Regions from separate parts of the Athene noctua genome. Here region 1 is linked to region 2. A link is a contact called in public Hi-C data. All regions are on one chromosome and are shown on one strand. Each heading gives the region's core, a stretch centred on a gene start, on an enhancer-like site or on the middle of the called end of the contact. The rest is flanking DNA. Distances are from core to core; before and after follow the strand shown.

What was found. Hi-C and Micro-C count contacts between places; a contact is called where the count stands out from the background.
Region 1: a Hi-C map of heart shows a contact between it and region 2, with 2.8 times the contacts expected there. The contact joins the promoter of ABLIM3 here to the promoter of CSNK1A1 in region 2. A contact is called at or near these places in 2 of 2 Hi-C or Micro-C datasets (heart and liver).

What each region holds. Positions count from the first base shown.
Region 1 is chr12:12,468,503-12,472,308 of bAthNoc1.hap1.1, forward strand. It overlaps ABLIM3 (actin binding LIM protein family member 3), which reads right to left and starts at 1,866. Exons shown (of 22, transcript XR_012634401.1): 1 at 1,458-1,866.
Region 2 is chr12:12,292,734-12,296,697 of bAthNoc1.hap1.1, forward strand. CSNK1A1 (casein kinase 1 alpha 1) reads left to right here and starts at 1,673. Exons shown (of 11, transcript XM_074916365.1): 1 at 1,673-2,279; 2 at 3,161-3,267. The coding sequence starts at 2,157.

The DNA of each region.
Region 1 (3,806 bases), core at 616-3,115, 180 kb after region 2:
CCAGTAAAGGAGTTTTGCGGCACAATCTGATAGTTATAACACACCAGTGCTGTAAACAGCCCTTATCGCTATCAGCAGCCAAGCTGGCTGTTAAGACCTGGAAAGGAATCCCAACAGGAACCAACACACACTTGTCAAAATTGCTTGGAGGAAGCTTAATAGTCCCACCTGACCACTGTGGTCACTGACCCCAGCAAGCACCGTGTGCCACCCCAGCCCTCTGCACTGGGCCCACACTCATCACCCAGAGGGACAGAGGGTGGAGGACCCTTTGTTCAGGCATCCAGAAGGCTCAGAGAATCAGTCCCTATTGTTTCCCACCTGGGCACGACCAGCCCCTCTCCCCCAGGAAGGGGGCTAGCTCCTGTCCCAGGTGTGGCTCATGCAGAGGGCACCTGGAAAGTTTTCTCGCCTCTGACACAGCCTAACAGAGCTGGAATCACCTGTTCTGTTGCCTTGCAGCATGCCAAGGCATTTTTCACGGTGTTTTGCTTGGGAACCACCCCAAGCCCTCAGATTGAGAAACCTCAACACGCCAGTGCAATGGAGAAGTCGCTGCTCTGCCACTTTCTGCCTGGGGGAGTCCTCCTTTCTTCACATCGCCTCTAGGACCCAGGGGAGGGAGGGCACCTTCCTTAGGCAGCTTATCCCAGAAGGAAAACTGTCAGGTAGCCATCAGCATCGACTCCTTCAGCTGGGAGCTCATTTCTTTTAAAGGAATGGATCAAAACTGTGCTAGCAAGGTGGGTACAGCTGTCACACATCATATCAGTGAGGAAAAAAGAAATGGTGACTTGATCAAACCTGATCAATCTTTACAGACTTTGCAACAAGGATGCAAAACCAGAAGTAACCAGATGAGTAGCAGGTGCCAGTTCTCATTTTATACAGCAATTTCCAATCTACACTTCTTTAGAAATTCATACATAGTGCATGAGTGCCTCTGTCCCTGTCTCTCTCACACACACAATAGAAACACCCACATCCCCAGCTGCAGAAGGTACATGTTTTTCAGTATTGCACCTGTGCTTTGTTCAGGTCCCTGATTTCTGGGTCTCTCCTTACCCTGCTCCTCCTCCCCATCAGCTGCTCCCTGTGTCCATTTATACCAAGGCAGTGGCATCAGCAAGCGAACCCACTGCCTGTCAGAGTGCTCCCAGCTTCCTCTCACCATGTTGCATATCGACATTTTAGTCCGTGATCTGCCCTCCAAACCCCAGAAATACAAGCCAAGAAAAGTACTCAGTAGAGATAAGCACCATGGCTTAGCCTACATGAAAGGAAGGCCAGCAGAGCCAGATCCTGTCAGAAAGCAAAGGCAGGAAAATAAAAAAAAAAAAATCCATCCCATTAGGCTTGTCAACCCTGTTGTGACATTTTCTTTCCAATTCCTCCCAGCCAGATCAGTGCAATACAGCCCCATCCCCATAGCACAGGCAAGGGAAAGCCGTACTTACTGCTAGTGCTCATCTTGCTGGCTCTCCTCTGTCCTTCGCATTCAACAAAGGGGGCAAAGATGCTCTTTAAATCCTCTTTTCCTCCCAACCCCCGCCACCGTCACTGGGAGGAGGTTGCCTCTCTCCTTCCTAGGAGAAGTATTTCCGTGCGAGCCGCCCGCTAACGCATCCCAAGGCAGCTCCGCCAGCCAGCAGGGCTGTCTCCGCGGATGGCAAGGTCAAGGGTGTCGGGGCTGGGAGGGGAGAGGGACGCCCGGGGCCGGCCCGGGGGAGGGTCCCGGCGGGGCCGCGCCGTCCCGGCTGCCCGCTACCATGCACTGCGCAGCGCGGCCGCGGCCGCTCCTCTTATAGCGGGTGTGGGGCCGCGCAGCGCCCGGCCCCGCCCCGGCGGCTCAGCCCGCGGCCGGCACCGCCCGGCGGGGCAGCGCGGAGCGGCGCGGGGGGCAGCGCGGGGGGCGGCGGCTCGGCCCCGGCCCCGGCCCCGGGGGGCGGCTGCGGGACGCGCCGCCTCGGCACCGCCGCCATCTGCTGGGCAACGCCTGCCCGGTGCCCTGCCCTGCCCTGCCCGGTGCCCTGCCCTGCCTGCAGGCCTGCCCGCGGTCCAGTCCTGCCTGCTGCCCTGCCTGCACTCCTGCCTCCACTCCTGCCCTGCCTGCAGGCCTGCCTGTGGTCCGGCCCTGCCTGCTGTGCTACCCTGCCCTTCCTGCTGCCCTGTCTTCAGTCCTGCGCTCTGCCCTGCCATCAGCCCTGCCCGCAGCTCTGCCTGCAGCTCCGGAGGCTGCCAGGCTGGCCCCTCCTTGCCATGGGGCTCCCCACACACTCCCCCCAGCGCTGGGTGGGACTGGCTGCCCATCCCACCCTGCTCACTGTCCGGCGTGACCCTCGGGCAGCTAAGCGTGCCAAGAAACGCTGTCCCAGGACAGAGGCTGAGGGGGGGGGGGGGATGCAATTTATGCTGGAAACTGAATTTCCTCTAGTGCCAAGGTCCCCCTCCAGCCTGGCAGCACACCACAAGGCTTCCCGGGTGTCTGTCCCACGCCGGGAGCAGGGAGGGGGCTGTGGGTGTCTGCACAGAACCCGTCTGCAGGATGGAGAGGGGGCTCTTCCCTCATGATCAGCCTTCGCTGCTGGCAGCACATCAGGATTCCTGGAAGGGCTTCAAAGCCATTACTCCTTGTTTTGGTTGCGAGAAGCTATCTATCAGAATAAATCCTTACCCACCAGAGCTGCTCCCAGGGCTGCGCCTGCCCTGCCTGCGAAGCCCCCGAGAAGCTGTGCTGCGATTCAAAGAGGCGAGCTACGATCTTTGCCGCTAATGAAAGGGGTTTTTCATGCAGCGTGACAGGCGCCGCATCTCTCCCGCTCCTAGGGCTGGAGTGCCGCCCAGAGAGGGCCTTTTGCTTTCCTTTTCTCTTGCTGTTTTGTTTGCGGCAGCAGATGTTTGCGATGACATGACAAGACAGGTAGCAGGTCGTGTGAGCTACGCCTGTGCTGCTGGTGATGCAGCCAGCTCGCTGCAAGCCCTGCTGCCTGTCCCCTCAGCTCTGTCCCCTCCCCAGAGGTGGTGGCTGGGTAGGAAGAGCAGGACCAGCAGTGGGTTTGGGGGTCCCTGTAAGGCTGGGGGGAACAGGCAAGGAGAAAGCAGTGCTGCTGATACAGCATGGCAGGATCGCTTGGGCTGTTCTATGGAGCTCATTTGAGGTCTTCTGTGAAGTTTCCCTGTGCCCCGGTGTCCCTTCCTCGAGGGAAGAGCACAGAACCCCGTCATGGTAAGGCTCACACCTATCGTATCAATAACGTCCATTCGGGGAGTCAATAAAGCAGACACAATGTGAGCTGGTCCCTACGGTTCAGTGAGCTAATTAAGCTTCTTCCGCTGACCTGGTTTCCAAATCTTGTTAACTTGCTGCTTTCAGAACAACTTGAAATTTCCAGCAGAGACAGGCTGGGGTTGCAGAGGGCTGCAGAAGAGGACAGGGTGCTTTGGCAGAGTTCAGGGGGCACCAGCACAGAACCTCTTCCCCTTCATCCCCTCCCAACCAGAGGGTTCCAGCCCCATGGAGCTGCGCCACGGGGAAGGGGCAGCGGGCGCTGCCAGCGGGGCAGGCAGGCAGGGCATCAGGTGCCCCCTGCCATGAGATTTTTGGGTTTTGGCACTTGTTAGCTAACAGCAGGGAGCTCAAACTCTTGCCTCCCCCCCACCTCAGCCAGTGACTCCTGACCAGGGACCTGGCCTCTGGCCGGGCTGCAGCAGGGACCCATGGTGCAGGGCACTGGTTGGAGCCCCTCACCATCAGCACTGTCCCATGGTGTTTTGTAAATCCCATTTCCTTTTTTTGAGTGAGGAAA
Region 2 (3,964 bases), core at 423-2,922:
GCCAGATGGACACAAGCCAGGACTTTTTTGCACTTGTGGAGACAGAAAGTGTTTGTAACACACTGCCTTTACCAAGCTAGAAAGCAACATGGTGAATGCAATAAAAGCCTCTATCACCGTGTGGATGCTGTTCTGTTAAGAGGACTCCTCCACTTTTGTATGAAAAACTTCCTACCAATATAGCAGTGTCCTAACCTGGACCTCTAAATCTCACTTTTCTCTAAATAGTTAGCTATTCAAAAAGATCTGTACATAGACCAGTCTTAAAATCAAACTTTTTTATTGTTCTCATAGTTTTGGGTGCACCAGGCAAACTGGAAAGCAGTTTTTCCTGATTGCCCCTCTTAAAAGCAGACACCATAGTAGGCTTTCCTTCTACATACATGAGCTACATTACTGTAAGAGCTTGCTTTCTCCTGCAGACTGAATCATTTCCCAAATGTAGGCTTGCACAGCAGAAGACGCCACTCTGACAGGGAGCGATGATGAGTCACTGGGAATTCACAGTTTTGTGTTCCTGCAAAGGAAAAACTCACAGCGCTGAGCGAGGGGGCAACAGAGGAGATCTCGGGTTTGACAGACAGCAAGAAACAGCTCCTGGAGCACGAGCTGCTGGGTCAAAGCAATCTGGGGAAAGAGAGGAGCCGAATGTAATGGCAATGTGAAGGCTGAGATGTGGCCATGACAGGTGGCTCTGCCCATGGTGTTGTCCTTGTGAGGGGGCCACAGCCTCCTCCCGAATCCTCACCTGGATTGAAAAACTCCTGGCAGAAATGCCTGCGGCCCATCCAGGGTATGTAGTGCTGTGCACTGCAATCCCAGGAGGCCAAGGCTCAAGGTTGGAGGATTAAATCAGATGTGTCAGGCCGAGCAGGGAAGGGTAATGAAGCAGATGTTGTGTGTGCACAGGAGCGGGGAAGGCACCACTGGTCTCTCAGCTCAGCCCTACAACCCACTGGGCTGCAGATACCACAGGGCCTTGGCGCCGCAGGAGGACAGGAGACAGGTTGTTGTGGATTCATTTGTTTACAAACCCAGACCATTAACATACATGCAGATTGGGCTTTGGGATTTGATAAGAACCTTGAAACAGTGCCAGCAGCCCTGTCACAACCCCACATAAAAGAGGCGTGAAGCGTGCATCATGGTGGTGACTCTGACCCCACCTGACCTCCAGTTCCCCAGCCCCACAGCCACCTCGCAGCCAGCGAGGGCAAACGTCAGGCTGCATCCCCACTGCCTGAGGGACACGAGGGCAGTGGGGTAGAGCAGACACTCAGGAGACTCAGCAGGAGCCTTGCGGTTTCGACGCCCCCTGCTCTCAGCCCCAAGTAGAGCAGCGCCCGCAGCAGGCCCAGGCAAGGCCCGCGAGGCAGGGGGGCTGGGACGCCTGTCCCTTTAAGAGCGGGTGAGGGCACGTATGCTTCTCTCCTTCCACTTCCGCCCGGGCACGGGTTCGAGGGATGCGCATGCACGTATATACCACGTGACAAGCCGCTGGGACTAAGCCCGGTGAAGAGCGACGCCGGTCATTGGCTTTGAGGGCGGGCGGTGTGTGCGCATGCGCAGAGGACACGACACCGCCTTCGCCCCTCCCTCCTCCCCGCCCGCGCGGCTCCGCGCGCAGGCGCGCTGCGGGAAGGGGAGCGGCCTTTCCCCGGCGCACGCGCGCTTGCCGCCCCGCCCCGCTCCCAGCGTGCCCCGCGCGGTGAAGAAGCGGCGGCTGCAGGCTGGGGGCATTTTGTGTCCGCGATAGCAGCGATTGAGAGACAAGATGGCGGCGGCGGCCGAGTGAGGGGCCGGCGGCGGCCGGGACCCGGCGGAGCCAGCAGGCTTCGCGTTTCCCTTCCCCTCCCCCCCTCTCCCCTACCCTACCCTCACAGCACCTCGGCGGCCGCCTCTTGTCTTTCTGGAGAGCGCCGAGAGCCGGGCGCCGCCTGGCCGGGGAGCGGGACAGAGCCGCGGAGGGGAACCCCCGCCGGAGGGGCCTGGCTGGAGCTGAGCAGCGGGGATCAGCCTTCCTTGTTCTGCGTCCCCCCCCCTCCCTTCCCCTCTTCCCTCCCCTGCCCCTTTCCCCTCCTCTGGGGCGGCGGTAGAGGCCTCTTTCTTCCCCCGAGTCTCTCAGCGCCGGGAGGGCCCCGCAGCCGCCCCTCGCCATGGCGAGTAGCAGCGGCTCCAAGGCCGAGTTCATTGTCGGAGGCAAATACAAGCTGGTGCGGAAGATCGGGTCGGGCTCCTTTGGGGACATCTATTTGGCGATCAACATCACCAACGGGGAGGTAAGGGCGGCTCGCACTCCCTCACTTCCTTGGGCCCATCGGCGCGGTCCCTTCCGCACCTCGAGGGGAACGGGAGACCGACGATAACCTTTCCGAGGCCGGCTTGAAGCCTGGTTTTGCCCCCCCTTGTCCCCGCTATCGCTGCCTCAGAGGCACCGGCCGGCCCCGTCTCGCCAGGGTGGCTGAGCCGCCCTCCGCGAGGTGGGGGAGTTGGAGGTGTGTACCCCGGGGTTGAGGGGCTTCCCCTGTTTGACGGCCTTCTTCGCTAGTGGGGTGGCACTGCCTTTTCCGACGGCAGAGCCGTGCGGTCGTGGTTTCTCCCACCCAGCAGTTGCATAGCTCGCTTGTGAGTGTTAGAGAGAGGAGACCACCATTGTGGGAAAACATATTTTGTCTTTTATGAGCAGCCGAAGTCGTCCCTCTACTGCCAGTTATCTATCTCCTCTCTCTCAGCTGGGGAATACTTTCTCTCATTTTCATCAACAGTTATAGAAACAAAGAAGATCCCCTGTTTCTTAAGCTGCTTTTTTTCCTTGTTTTTTTCTTTTTTCTTCCTCCCCCTCACGGCTCTGAGCTGTAAAGAAGAAACACCCACATATGTTCTTCCTCACTTATATGGATCTGAAGACTTTACATCTCCAGTTCAATTTCATGACCTGGGATGGATATTTATTGTACAGATCATCACGATATGGATTTTATTTGAAGATGCAACAAAATGCAGGACGCTGAGCACCGAGAGCTTAAAAAAAAAGTATACTTCAAAGCATTTACAGCAGGGGTGTGTGGGGCATATTGAAGTACTGTGCTCCTTAAACCTCAGTGACAAGTCTGTGCTTGGTGGACACTCTGCTCTGACTCCTTGTTCCCTCTCACTGTAGGAAGTTGCTGTAAAGTTGGAGTCTCAGAAGGCTAGACATCCCCAGCTGCTGTATGAAAGCAAACTATACAAGATTCTGCAGGGAGGAGTTGGCATCCCACATATACGGTAGGAATCACTTATGTATGGCAGTACAGTGACTTTTCTTTAATGTTAGCCTGAGGCAGGACACCACCATTTAAGAGATTTATCTGGGAGGATTTGGGCTGTTGCAGGGAAAATGCTCCGTTCCAAGCTTCACAACTAGTTGGGTATCCTCACCACCGTCCCGCAGTCTTTTCTTATCCGTACATACAGTGCTTTGAAAGTGAGATCTAGAGCAGTTCCTGAGCTGTCAGAAATTCTTGCGATTAGAACAAAGTGTGAGACTGTTTTGGTGAGAGCCAGTGTTCTTGATGAGGTTAAGAGTTTGAAGCCGGTACTGGAAATGGCTGCTTTCTTTTGTTGCTTTCTTTTTTTTTTTTTTTTTTTTTTTTTTTTTTTGTTCCAACATGTCTTCCTCCTCCGCTCAGAAAATGGCGGATGGACGTGATTAACCCTCCCCCTTCTCGTGTTGGGACAAGGGACGTGCTTAGGCATGTATTTTTTCCTTTCATAGTTATGTGCTGCAAGGCTTGAGACTGCAGAAAACCTCAACCAGGAATGAAATGGCAGCCCCTTTCTGTTGCCCGTAACAGATGCGTCACTAGGATTTCCATACAGTTAAAGTGCCAAGATTAATCCCTCACAGTTGCTTGTTATGCAGCTTCCTTGTTCCATATTCTGTTTGAAACTTTCAATAGTGTTTAATAATTTACTGATCTGG